Linked DNA regions of Mus musculus: all the other regions are linked to region 1. The links are chromatin contacts, called in public HiChIP or PLAC-seq maps. All regions are on one chromosome and are shown on one strand. Each heading gives the region's core, a stretch centred on a gene start, on an enhancer-like site or on the middle of the called end of the contact. The rest is flanking DNA. Distances are from core to core; before and after follow the strand shown. Region 1 has its middle 35 kb from the start of Gm34029. Region 2 overlaps Gm34097 (a long non-coding RNA gene). Region 3 overlaps 4930467D21Rik (RIKEN cDNA 4930467D21 gene).

The links. HiChIP or PLAC-seq counts read pairs in DNA pulled down with a chosen protein or histone mark.
Region 2: a RAD21 HiChIP or PLAC-seq map of pro-B cells shows a contact between it and region 1, with 4 times the contacts expected there. The contact joins two enhancer-like sites. A contact is called at or near these places in 1 of 15 datasets of contacts at CTCF or cohesin (pro-B cells) and 1 of 484 Hi-C or Micro-C datasets (uterus).
Region 3: a contact with region 1 is called in a RAD21 HiChIP or PLAC-seq map of pro-B cells, with 2.3 times the contacts expected there. The contact joins two enhancer-like sites. A contact is called at or near these places in 1 of 39 promoter capture datasets (liver) and 1 of 15 datasets of contacts at CTCF or cohesin (pro-B cells).

The regions. Positions count from the first base shown.
Region 1 is chr5:97,599,394-97,603,518 of GRCm38.p6, reverse strand. No RefSeq gene overlaps it. Among named protein-coding and RNA genes, the nearest start is that of Gm34029, 35 kb to the left of the region's middle. Within about 2 kb of position 1,923, at least 18 of the 459 cell types and tissues checked have an H3K27ac peak or open chromatin away from gene starts, as enhancers often do. A contact at or near this core is called in pro-B cells, where this site is marked.
Region 2 is chr5:97,840,207-97,844,331 of GRCm38.p6, reverse strand. The region is part of intron 1 of Gm34097 (a long non-coding RNA gene); the gene reads left to right. Among named protein-coding and RNA genes, the nearest start is that of Gm34097, 4.7 kb to the left of the region's middle. Within about 2 kb of position 2,076, at least 27 of the 459 cell types and tissues checked have an H3K27ac peak or open chromatin away from gene starts, as enhancers often do. A contact at or near this core is called in pro-B cells, where this site is marked.
Region 3 is chr5:97,395,444-97,399,568 of GRCm38.p6, reverse strand. 4930467D21Rik (RIKEN cDNA 4930467D21 gene) reads right to left here. Exons shown (of 8, transcript NR_045981.1): 2 at 4,074-4,125. Among named protein-coding and RNA genes, the nearest start is that of 4930467D21Rik, 5.1 kb to the right of the region's middle. Within about 2 kb of position 1,733, at least 28 of the 459 cell types and tissues checked have an H3K27ac peak or open chromatin away from gene starts, as enhancers often do. A contact at or near this core is called in pro-B cells, where this site is marked.

The DNA.
Region 1 (4,125 bases), core at 674-3,173:
GCAGTAAAACCCTAACTAAGACACTTGAGGAAAGCTCCTCTCTTCTTTTATATACATTTGTGCTTCTTTGAATGTTCCAGTCTGTGTTGAATTCTAATAATTAATAAAATGGGCTGGGGGCAAGGCCTGAAATAAAATGTCATTTCAATAATTCTTCTAAATTAGTTTAAGCCTTAAATGTCAGTTCATAAACTTATTAAACTGTTATGTGTATTTTTTCATATTGGTAGCAAGAGTTCTGACACTTGCATAGTAACTTTATGGAAGTTTAGTCAAAGAACAGTCCAAGCCCAAGAGCAGTCCAAGCCCACTAAATAAAGCTCTAAACTGCTACCTAGAAGTTCTTCAGGATGACACAGAGCAAGTTACAAACTCAGCAGTGACTGCAAGTATTTCTGGGGAATATGAAGAGTCGGTCAATCCAGCCATGGAAATTTTTACATCTTAGATTCAAGGAATATTTAGTACTAGGTTAATTGCCACTTACATTTCAAACTCTTCAGTGAATCTTAAGAAAGGAGATTTGTACAAATTGAAGATTTCACTTCCAAAGAATAATACACAGTGTCCCATTTGTTCTCTGAAAATGGAAACTCTGCTGTTGCAGCTCCTTCATGCATATGACATTGAACACTTTCATCTCAGTTGATCTATTGATGGCAAACAATGCTGCTTTACCACTGATATGTTGGTAGCTGAGCAATGGAATTATCTTCCCATTTTTACTTTGTCACTGTTTAAACAGTAGATATCAGAAGACCCCAAAATTAAGTGTAATCGAGCAAGACATTTTCCAAACCTTAGCATCTGGCAGTTTTTTGTGCCTGTTTATAGCTAAAAAAAAAAATAATAATAACAAACATGTCTTTACACATGTAATTTTATATGCCATGTCAGCAGGTAACATACTTCAAACAACCTGTGGCACACAGAGATGAAACAACTATTTTATCTTTGAAAATAGGAGAGTCAGCCAACATAGTGTTAAATACAATTATAAATAATCCTCGTTCGAATTTTAGCAATGCTTGAACACTCTGTTCCTGACTCCTCTTGCATTCTCAGCCAACTATTAGATTAATGTATGATTTGTGTAATTCCTCCAGATGAAGAAATTGAGCTGTAGACGTTTGGGACTGTGCCCGAGGTGACATAACAAGTGCGTGTTAAAAATAGGATCAAACTGGCTCTGTCTTGTCTGGTCTGCTTTCTGTTTGTGAGAGCATAGCATTTCTGTTTAGTCTTGTAAAGGGAGAGGCTGCAGAAATCCAGCGAATCCAGATTACTTTAAGTCAGACAGTGCCACACTCCAGTCTTTACAGGGTTCCCTAAATACTGACACACTTGAATTACAGATGACCAACTTCAGATAATGACCAAGTTGCTCATTACCATAGATGGAAAGAAATTATCAGCATTGGGTTTTCCATTTTCAGACCATTGGATGATTATCTATGCTGACACATAGAGTGGTCAATTTATTCCCAAGTGACATGGATTCCATGAGTGATTTAGTTTATTGACAAATCCTCACTTAAGTACTAAACCTGGAATCCTGAGACTATAGGGCACTTCTTATACTCTGTAGCCCTACCTGCATGAGTCTTAAGCAGTGACTGATTGTTCTTAAAATGTCCTTGGCACAGGACCACTTTGCATTTGTTATTAAACCATTGGCTGTTTTTTAATTTTAAGAAGTATTAGGTTTTTCAGTGAAATAATGCCCGGGAAGTGAAACCAACATAAAAAGATCTAAAATAATGTCTAAGAACATTCCAGAAGCAATCTTTGAGGATTTGCAATATAACCCTTCTAGACCAAATTGGTTGCCTGTTGAAAATGTACTCCTGTCATTCATAGACAGAGAAGGTGACTAAACGGTTAGTTACATGCTTGGCTGGGTAGTGCAGCCATGCTCTTTCCTGGGCAGGGTGTCCTTTTCCTGTGTTGTCTGTGATCTTGAACCAGAACTACATTTCCAGCCTGATGATCTCCTGAGACACTGTGACTTGTGCCCCATCAGCTTTTAGGTGGGGAGAGTCTTTCATTAAAAAAAAAAAAAAAGTATTGCAAGAACAATGGTTTATGCAGAGCAAATGTAAGCATGACAATTCAGTCCTGCGGTAGGACAAAACATGTCAGAAATGTACAAGGTGCCAGTTTGATTTTATTCAGCAGGCAACTCTATGCTCTGAAGGAAATGGTTTGCTGACCTACTGGTTACATATGAAGAGGAATAACAAGTTATAAATTAAAATAATGCTGTTCCTCTGGTTAGTGGGTAAGAACATAATAACACTGGAATAACATGGAACTTTTTGCCCAGACAGTTAAATTAACTCACTGGAAATGCAGCAGACTAGATGATTCTTTCCAAAAAGTAACATAATCATTTCTTTTTCAGGCTTGATTAAATTCCCTCTGCCTGTGCAGATTTTATTTCTGGTCCCAAATTATATGTATCCATTCCTGATCGTTGAACAAAGCATAGACCCTGAACGATTCGTCTCCAACATTCAGTAAACTCAAGCTACGGTAGCTCCAGGCACTGAGCATTCCATGTGAGGGGGCTGAGTTGAGCGCTCTGCTGTATAAGATGCTATTTGCATAGACATATGAATGTGCACACTTTGGACACATCCTCAACGGGATTTGTTTTTTATTGTGATAGGCAAACAACCCTAACTGAAGTAGGGCTTCCCTGTTAAAGTGCTCGGCCACCTTAACCCAAAGCAGGTATCAGAGAGCCTGACAAACCAAGTCACCCAAGACATATTTGCATTCTGAGCGTCAGCAAGGCTTAAATTGTATACAGAACAGGAATCTGCTGCTGACACCATGCTGAGGTGGCCAATTTTCTGGTCATAACAAGGACTAAGCCCTTCAGCCACATCAGAAGGACTGAGTGTCAGGGTTTTGCTGAGGGATCACAGGCAAGTGACAGGAATAAAAAAAGCCTACTGTGAACCTCGTGATAGTTGATGACTCTGAACTTCTTTAGTCGGAAAGCATCAGAAGCTATGTAGCAGGGCTTGTGCAAATCAGCTCTGCGCTGTGAACTGACTTGCAATGTATTTTTATTCACATACACAAGAAAAATGTGAAGTCAAACCAACAAGAAATAGATGTTCGGACCTAAAGACACTAAAGGCCAGAAGAAATGAGCTCCATTCAAACTCATTGTAGGTGAGTATTCAGAGGCAGACTGGCTGCTTCAGCTGTTCTGCCCTTACTAGGAAATAAAGCCAGTGAGTCCCTGAGGACACAGCACTCGAGAAGCACTAATTGACCTTTAGACTATGTGAGTAAGGTGGCACACAGTAGGCATGTCTTATGGTGATTGTAATGAACAGTGAACTGATCACCTTGGGTTTACCTGCTACATGTTTTCATATTTGTACTCCAAGCAAAGCTAAGGGTCCCCTTTAATTCAGGAACTTAAAAAGAAAGGGTGGACCACTGAGGAAGTAGGTGCTGGCATGGAAACAGCATAGGTGCTGGGGCCAAAAGGTGACCTGAGATAAAGCTACAGTGCTCCTGCACCCTAGCCAGCTATCTCACCATGCTTTCTACACATCAAGCTTTTTAGAAACACAGAGTTAGAGCTCAAGGCAGCATGGTAGACTCAGACACAAACTGAGGGTGAACATCTAAGAAAAACATGGTTTCAGGAACTCCTCTTTAAATCCTTATACAAATAGAATGGAATTCCATGTAAATTTCTAAGAAATATATTAATTTCTTATTAGAAACAGGAATGATTACTCCTCATGTTACATAATTTGCCATCGTGCTGGGGTGAGGAAGGGTAGTAACCCTATACTACAGTGAACCCGGCCACGCTGAAAGTGATCGAAAGCATGTCTGATTGTATTTCCCCCCTATTGGTTTAAGTCTTTTAAGCATGTCTGTAATTATTTTGTAAAGGCGCAAAGCTGAAATTTGATAAACAGAAAAGGAACTAAGCTACTAATTTACCCCTATGTAGCTCATTTGTGTATATTAAGCTAAACAGAATAACAACAACTACAACTATAAAAATAGAGCCCATCCAAACCTGTTCAAGGCAGCTCACATTGCTACCATTTTCAGTTAATGTTTTTCTATTTCAGAAATAAAAGTATA
Region 2 (4,125 bases), core at 827-3,326, 240 kb before region 1:
AATATTCTAGTGATTAATACTACTGTGAATGTTTAACATGAATGTACTGTGGAGAAAACCGGAATTATTCAGCATTCTGTGTTTCGTTCATTTAAAGTCCATCAGACTGCATTTAACTGTTTGTGTGCTGTCTTCCTTCTGCTCACGGTTTGGATGGCCCCTATAGACTCACATATATGAACAACTGGTTCCCAGTCTTTGCCACCATTTAGGAAAGTATTGGAACCTTCAAAAGGTGGAGCCTTGCTAAAGGAAACCCATGGAGGGAGGGTGAGAGACCAGTCTCACTTTCTGTTCTTTCTTTCACTCTAACTTGCTTTCTGGGCAAGACCAAATGTGATCTCCCTGCTTTGCCAACCTCATATCCTGCTTCCATACCTTCCTGGTAACCATCGACTGAGTCTCCCTAGAACTGGAAATCTCTTCCTTAAGTGTAGTTTTGTTTGTTTGTTTGTTTGTTTGTTTTGGGGGGGGGTGGCCAGGGTAGTTGATCACAGCAACAATAGTAATCAAGACATTGTCCAGTCAAAAAATACACTTTAATTTCCCAATTTTTATTCGAAGTTAATAGTGATGATAGAGGGTAAGAAAACTTTTCTTTCAGTTAAATTTAAGTCTTCCTCAACTTTCATGTATGGTCATACAGGACCCTTTTAGTTCTGTTTTCTCTGAAACATTATAAGTTCATGAGAGGTACACGCCTATGATGAATTTGACAGTTAAGATGGTTGACTTCCTTTTTTCTTCTAATGTGATTATAAAGAAAACTCTTGAGATAGGTAAACATGTCAAAGATAGAAGTCAAGGTTACATGGCTATGTGTGCAAATAATTAATATGAACTTATAAAATTAGGATTTAATTTTCCCAGTGAATTATGGAATTCTGGAAGTTTTTGAAAATGATTTTGAAATAGTGTACTACACTTCTACATTGGTGCTCTACCCCAGGAGTGTCCTAGAATGTGAATACATTTATTGAAATATTTTGCACTGCACTGACAATATCTTACAAGGACATCTGTCATACAGAAATAGATAGAAGGAATTATTTATAATGATTAGAAAAACACACATTTACTCTTTAAGTTGTGTGTTATAAGAATTGTCTTTCTCTTACCACCTTAAAGATTCCTAACACCCTTTTGTCAAATGTAAATTTAGCAATGTCAGACTGTAAAAGAGAATATTTATACAGTTCTGATCGTTAGATGAAACTACCATTTTTTAAAAAATATTAAACTATCTCAAGCAATTTTTGTAAGCAGAGCAAAATGATGTGGGAAGTGTGAAATAAAAAATGTTTTCACTCATTAGAGATGACCTTATATAGTTTCAGTACTTATGAGTTATCAGGACATCTGTAACTTGTGAAAATCATTTTCATAAACTATATCCAAATATTATGTATTTTCTCTTTATTTTTAAAAACATGTAAATACACACACATACTAAAAGCTATATTTTATGCATTTTGATATACTAAAGTGCTTAAATTAAGAGTTTGCAAATTCATTTGTTAAGATATGCCAACAAAGGCATTGGGGGAGATACTACTAACGTTATTTATGCCCTTGCTCCTTCAGAGGAAAGGTCACCTTTCCAGAGGCAGAGCAAACTGGCACACTGGGATGGAGCGGAACATCAGTAACGTCAAACACGTTTTCACTTGTGTACTGAAAGTAGAGCGAAGGGAGCATAAATTAAAATAAAAAATGATGAATAGAAGATCAATGGCTCAGGTAAAAGGGATGGTGAGCGAGACATGGGAATCTGTTTTGAATCTGTTTCCACACAATCACTTCAAAGGGGCTCAGAGAGGCACTGTATGAAGTAGGTTAGATCTGTTGTGAAAACAAAGCTAGCTTTTTGGTTATGGGTGGACCAACTGCCCTGTGTGTTGGGCATGCCTTCCGTCACATCTTCTTGGGTCACCTTTTTTACCCTAGCTGTTGTCACAGGAGCCAATGGTGTGCATTGTTAGGACTGATTTGTAGCCATAGTACATGAACTATGCCTTCCTGTAGTGTAGGGAAGAAACGTGCTTGCTTATATTAAGTGCCTTGGGAGGATGTAAAACAAGCTACAGATGAGTGATATTGTGGTGGTTTTTAAAAAGGAGAAGCTCTATGAAATCTCACAGGAAACACAGATGTCTTTCTGTTTATATTGGGGCTATAACCAGATAATTCTGTACTAAATTAAAAATACTACAAGTAGGCAAAACATTTAATACACCTTACCTACTAAACATCATAGCATGGAACATAGTATTCTGTGGAAAGTTGGCAAATTGCCATGACAGTTGTATATTTGACAGGAAAATGATATCCACTCTTATTGCCCCACCTTAGAAAAGAATATTTAACCCCTTACAATTTGTCTGATAAAAGAACAAAATTCAAGATTCAAGGTGCATTGAAACTGGACTTGAGAGTTTGAGGGCAAATGTAGAAAGGAGACACACTAGTTGGGAAGGGAGTCAATAGCAGAAGCTAAGGCATGGGGAGGAAATTGGAATCTAGAAACATTACCAAGAGAGAACTAATATGCTCTAGTAACATACAAGGTGTGAGATGTCACTGAGAGAAGAGTGACGGATGACCTCGAAATCTTAGTCAAGGGTCAGGAAGAGAGGGGCTCCAACTCCCAGAGACTGGGAGATGATCAACTGTGTTAGATACTGTGGTACCTATAAGACAACAAAATAAAAATAATTATAGATGAGCAGTAGCCCAATATATGTGGCACCATATAAATTATGTTTCATGTCACAGACTAATACAACAAAGAGGTGGGGAGAATTTGAGGATTGAACTCTGGTTCTCCGTTGTGTTGGAGGTGGAGGCAACAAGGAGAAAATGACAAAGGAGCTAATGAAGTGTACACTGACAACTGGAAGAATGTGACATCATTTCAGCCAGATAGGAAACTCAATTTCAGCCTGGTCAAAACCCTAGGTGAGTGAGGTAAGAGAGGAACTTTGAGAACTAGTCATTGAATTTAGAAATATAGGCATCAATGGTGACCATGAAGGGTTCTCTCAGAGGAAGATGTGAGAAGGCATTCTAGGGAAAAGGACGAGAAAATTGCAAACATTGAATGCAAACAATGTGGAGAGAACAGGATGGAGAAATATTGATGAAGAAGGTAGAATTGCAGGGGTGTGACTATGTCAAGGGAAGAAGTTCTGGTTGCTAGGGAACAGATGGTATTAGGCATGCAAGCTATGGAAAACTGGAAAAGAACAAAAGGTGGTGGTAGTACAACAATTGAGAAGGATCTGCAAGACATTGGCCTTGAAAAGACATAGAACTGTGTGGCCCTTTGCAAAAACCTAGGCTAGAACCTTTGGTACCAAATGCTGAGAGGACGCAGAGGAAAGAAGAATATAAGTGCAGAACCTTCTGTTATAGGCAGAGATGAAGGCTGTGGACATTGTGCTTCTTACATTGTCTTAATTTATCATTTAAAACAGGAATTCAGGTCAACAGGCAAAGTGAAATTGAGTGTTTTGTGTGTGACATTAGAGACAGTTTGGAATGTTCTAGAAATGTGAGAGGATGTATTACTTTTTGTTGCTATGACAAAATACTTGAGGCAAACAACTTAAGGGTAGAAAATATTATTTCAACTTATTTTCAGAAGAGACAGGTCATCATGGTATCACAAGAACATATAACAGAGTGGTAGAAACAGGATGAGGAAACTGTACTGGAACTGCAGATGGGTGTAATCAATAACCCTAGAGAGCTATGCTCATTGGGAATTCTGTTTCAAAGGCCCCATAACCTCTTAGAACAGTCCCACTAGCTGGGCCCACAGGAGGTTGTGTTTCATGTCCCTTCTGGGGACATTTTATATTCAAATATATCAGAATATGACTCACAACACAATGGGGAAAGCATGACACAAGATTCCTGAGTGCCAGTGGGGCTAGTGCATTTTAAGCTTCATGCTTTTCCCAGCAAAATCAGCTGAGTGTGGTGCCTAAGAAGGGGGTTTTTCAATCTAATACAATAAATGGTAAGTCCAATGTCTTGGTTAGGGTTTTAATGCTGTGAACAGACACTATGACCAAGGCAACTCATATAAGGACAATATTTAGCTGGGGCTGGCTTACAGAG
Region 3 (4,125 bases), core at 484-2,983, 200 kb after region 1:
GGGAAATCATGTCTGCTAAACCTCTTTAAAAGTCCATGGTTGAGGTTGTCAAAAGTGGTACCTTAGAACTTAGCATTGTTGTTCTGCTAAATAGTCATGTTTTCAAACTGCTCTCTAAATATGTATGTTTACAGACATAGATATGGATGTTCTCAACGTTGGCCAAAAAAGTTCTTTTGCAGTGGGAGGTGATCAACGCAAAAATCCATCCTTGGTCAGAGTGGTAAGAATAAGTGATTCTGTGTTCTGAGCCCTAAATGGGATTAACCTTAGTGCCAAAACTCTGGGAACATCACAGAATCAGTTGTTGGGAGGGGTGGCCCTTGGTAGGTTTCTCATGTTCCAGTGGATGGCCCCATTCCTGTGCATGTAAAAACAACACTAAATAGACTTAGTGGGTTATTTAAAAAGGAAGGAAAAGAAAAAGAAAGCATGGGGTTGGGAGTTGGGCATGCATGATGACATCAGAGGGACTAGGGAGTGGGGACCAAAGGGCAGATGGGATCTTAGTTTGGTGTAATATATATGTGTATAAAATTCTCAAAGAATAAAATATAAAATATATTTCAAAAATAAAAAAAAGATGAGCCCTTCAGTAGAACCTTCCTCAAAATGACAGTACTCCCTGAGAGAGAGAGAGAAAAAAAACTATTAAGATTTACCTGGTTTTGTACCACATTTTGATTATCAGTCCATCAATTGATGATGGACATATAGGTTGATTCAATATCCTAGCTATTGGGACTAGAACAGCAATGCTCATGAATGTGCACGTACCTCTATATAAGACAGAAAGCCTTTGAGTATATGCCCAGAAGTGCTATAGGTGCATCATATGGCATTTCTATTTCTAGGTCTTCAGAAACCTTCAAAGTGGCTACACTGGTTTACACTCCTGCTAGCAGAACATTAAGAGCTCTTTTCCCCCCACATCTACATCAATATTTGTACCCTTCTTTTGTTTAATTTCTTTAAAATTAAAAAAAGTGTGTATATGGTACATGTACTTATTTGCGTGAATGTGCACGCCTGTGTGAATGCTTGGGTACATGCATGTGTACAAGGAGGTCAGAGGTTGTCCTCAGGTGAGCTCCTCTATCACAAGATAGGGTCCGTCACTGAACTTGCACGTCGTCAATTCTGCTATGCTGGTAGCCCATGACCTCCAAAGGTTGATCCCTCCTCATCTCCAACCTAAAAAGCTCACAGCTGATGTCACAGAACTGTACTTCCAGACATGGCTTTAATTTTTGAGCATTCAATGATTCAAAGTCCGCTTATTTATTTATGTAGTGTGTGTGCATGTGTGGATGCTATAACAGGTGTGTGGAGGTCAGAGAACAATTTGTGGAAGTCAGTTCTCTCCTTCCACCATGTGGGTCCTGGGGATTGAACACAGGTTTTTTTTCTGGCTTGGGTTAAGTGTTTTTACCTGCTGAGTCATCTTAATGGGCTAATACATTTTTAGAGAAAAATTAAATATAATTATTAACTCATATTAACTCAAAACAATTGTATAATAATTGTATTGCTTTTACATATTTTCTTGATCATAGAGGGTTTCATACTGTCAATGAAATAGGATCATACTGATCCCATTTCTGCCTTCTAGCTCCCACATATCCATGGACTTTGCTCCATATCACTTGATAACTGACTCAGAGCAAGGTCATGCTGACCACATCCCCTGTTATGTTCTGTGTGAGGTCTATTAATCTTAAGAAATTCCACAAAGCTTTACAAAGGACCCAACAATTTAAAGACAATATGAACTGCTATGTGTAAAACGGCTTGAGTCAGAGCTGACCACTGGGCCGCACTTCCTGCACCTGCGCATGAGCTCACTGTGGTTTTTGTGGTTTTAGCTTTAAAGCTGACAGAGAAAGATGTTTGTAGCCATAGCTCAGGCCCTGAATTCTGAGCTACAGCTCTAATCGATCAACATTAGGGTGTGCATTCAATAAACCATCCCTGTCTGACTGAGATCACTGTGTGGTTTGTGGGGTGACTCCTGGACCCCAACAGGCATAATGGCCCATACCTGTAAGACACTCAGTAATGTGAGATAGAAGAATTGCCTTGTTAGAAGTCAACATTACTACAAAGTACTTTGCAGACCTGTCTGGACTACACTGTGTGATATTGTCTAAAGAAGAAATAAAACAAGTAAAAAAAATATTTCTAAAAGCAAAGAGCCTCTTTTGTTAAGTCATTTTTTTTCATTTGATTGATTTAAATGAGATGGGGACTTACATCATTTTGCTGCCTTCTAGTGATCCTAATATTCATTCAACACTTCCTAGCAATGGAATAGAGGAGAAAACCATGCAGTGTGGTGCACAGGCCTATAATCCCAGCTGTCTGGGGAACTGAAGTAGGATGATTTCAAAATCAAGGTGTGCCTGGACTTCAGAGGGAGCTCAAGGACAGCCCCTGCAGCTCAGGGGGGACTATGCCTCAGAATAGGAAGTAAAGAGGCCACACGAGTTGGCGGTAGAGTACATCCAAGCATGAAGCCCAGGCACAATCCCGACACTACAAAAGCAAACAAGTTTTACAAAAAGTAGCTATTAATTTCCAAAATGATCTTAGAGTATCAGAAATAAAAATTCTATGTATTTGATAACCATGGCAGCCTGAGCTGTTCTAGTTATATGCCTTCTTGACTTTTTGTTTTTAATTTAAAAAATTGTAACCAATCAATGTTTTATCACAGAGAAGATGTTTGGTAGCAAGAGTTGCTGAAGGTGGGCTCTGGAATGGTGAAGTCACTAATAACTTGTCCGTATTTTAGTAAACAACCCCATACCCATATTCTTGGCAAGCAACTCCAACTGAACTTCATGGATCATGAAACAATAATGTTAAAGAGACATGAGAGAAAAAGAAGGGACTTTTTAGAAAGAAGATAGGACTCCACAGGAGTGACAAGGAGATAATAGATGTAATAAGGAGTAAAAATGACCAAAATACACTATATGTGAATAGAAAATTAGCAAATAAATAAATAAATAAAAGAATAAATGAATGAATGAAAGAACAAACAAATCAATTAATAGATTTCAAATTGCAAAAGCCAGGCACGGTGGCATACACATAGAATGCCAGCACTTACAAGGCAGAGGCAACGACACTGACATGTATGTGAGGGTCAGTTCGGGCTACATATCAAAACTGTCAGAAAAAGAAAAAAGGAATAAAGAAGTAAAGACAAGGAGGAAGAAAGGAAGGGAGGCAGGAAGTTAAGTACAATGGTGCAAGCTCTAACACCAACTGCTGCACAGCTTGGGACAAGATCATCACAAGTTACACAGCAGCCTAGTCTATAGTGTGAGACTACTACTAAGTTTTAAATTTTAACTAAAACAACAGCAAAAGCTATATCTTTTAACTCACATGACTCTAGTTATGAAAGGAATATGTACTGTCATTTTTATGATTTCTGGCACAAATTCTACGTGAATTGAAAGTAGAAGCAGGATCAGGCTATATTATAACTACAAATGAATACTCTGGTATTGAGCTCATGAGTCTGCTAGAAAACTAGAAAGATAGACTGGTGTGTGTGTGTGTGTGTGTGTGTGTGTGTGTGTGTGTGTGTGTGTGAATATGTGTATAGTATATGTATGTGTTTAGGTATGTGTGTGTGTGTGTAGTATATGTATGTGTGTATGTATGTATGTATAATATAGTTCTAGGGGTTACAGTCAGCTTACATATAAAACAATGCTAACATACATGACCCCCTTGCATTATGAAAAGGTAATCCCAAGTTTTGCTTTATTAAAAGATGATATACTTTTTTAACGTGCCAAATGTTTATGGCAAAGGTGACACTGAAATGCAGTGAAGCGAAGATGGTGATTTTAAAAAAAAGAAAGTAGTAAATGAATTGCAATATCAAATTAGAGAAGAAAGATGCCAAACATGTTTGGCAACACAACCAAAAGTCAATGTCAAAGAGAAGCAAATATAAATATAAGACATAAAACAATAAAGGTCTCAGAAGAAAACATCTGACTATGACTATAGACTGGGCATGGAATTTCTAATCAGTACAAAAAGGTACTCACAAAATTCAAAAAGCAAGCAATTCATGTCTGTTTAAAAAGTTAGCATTAGGAG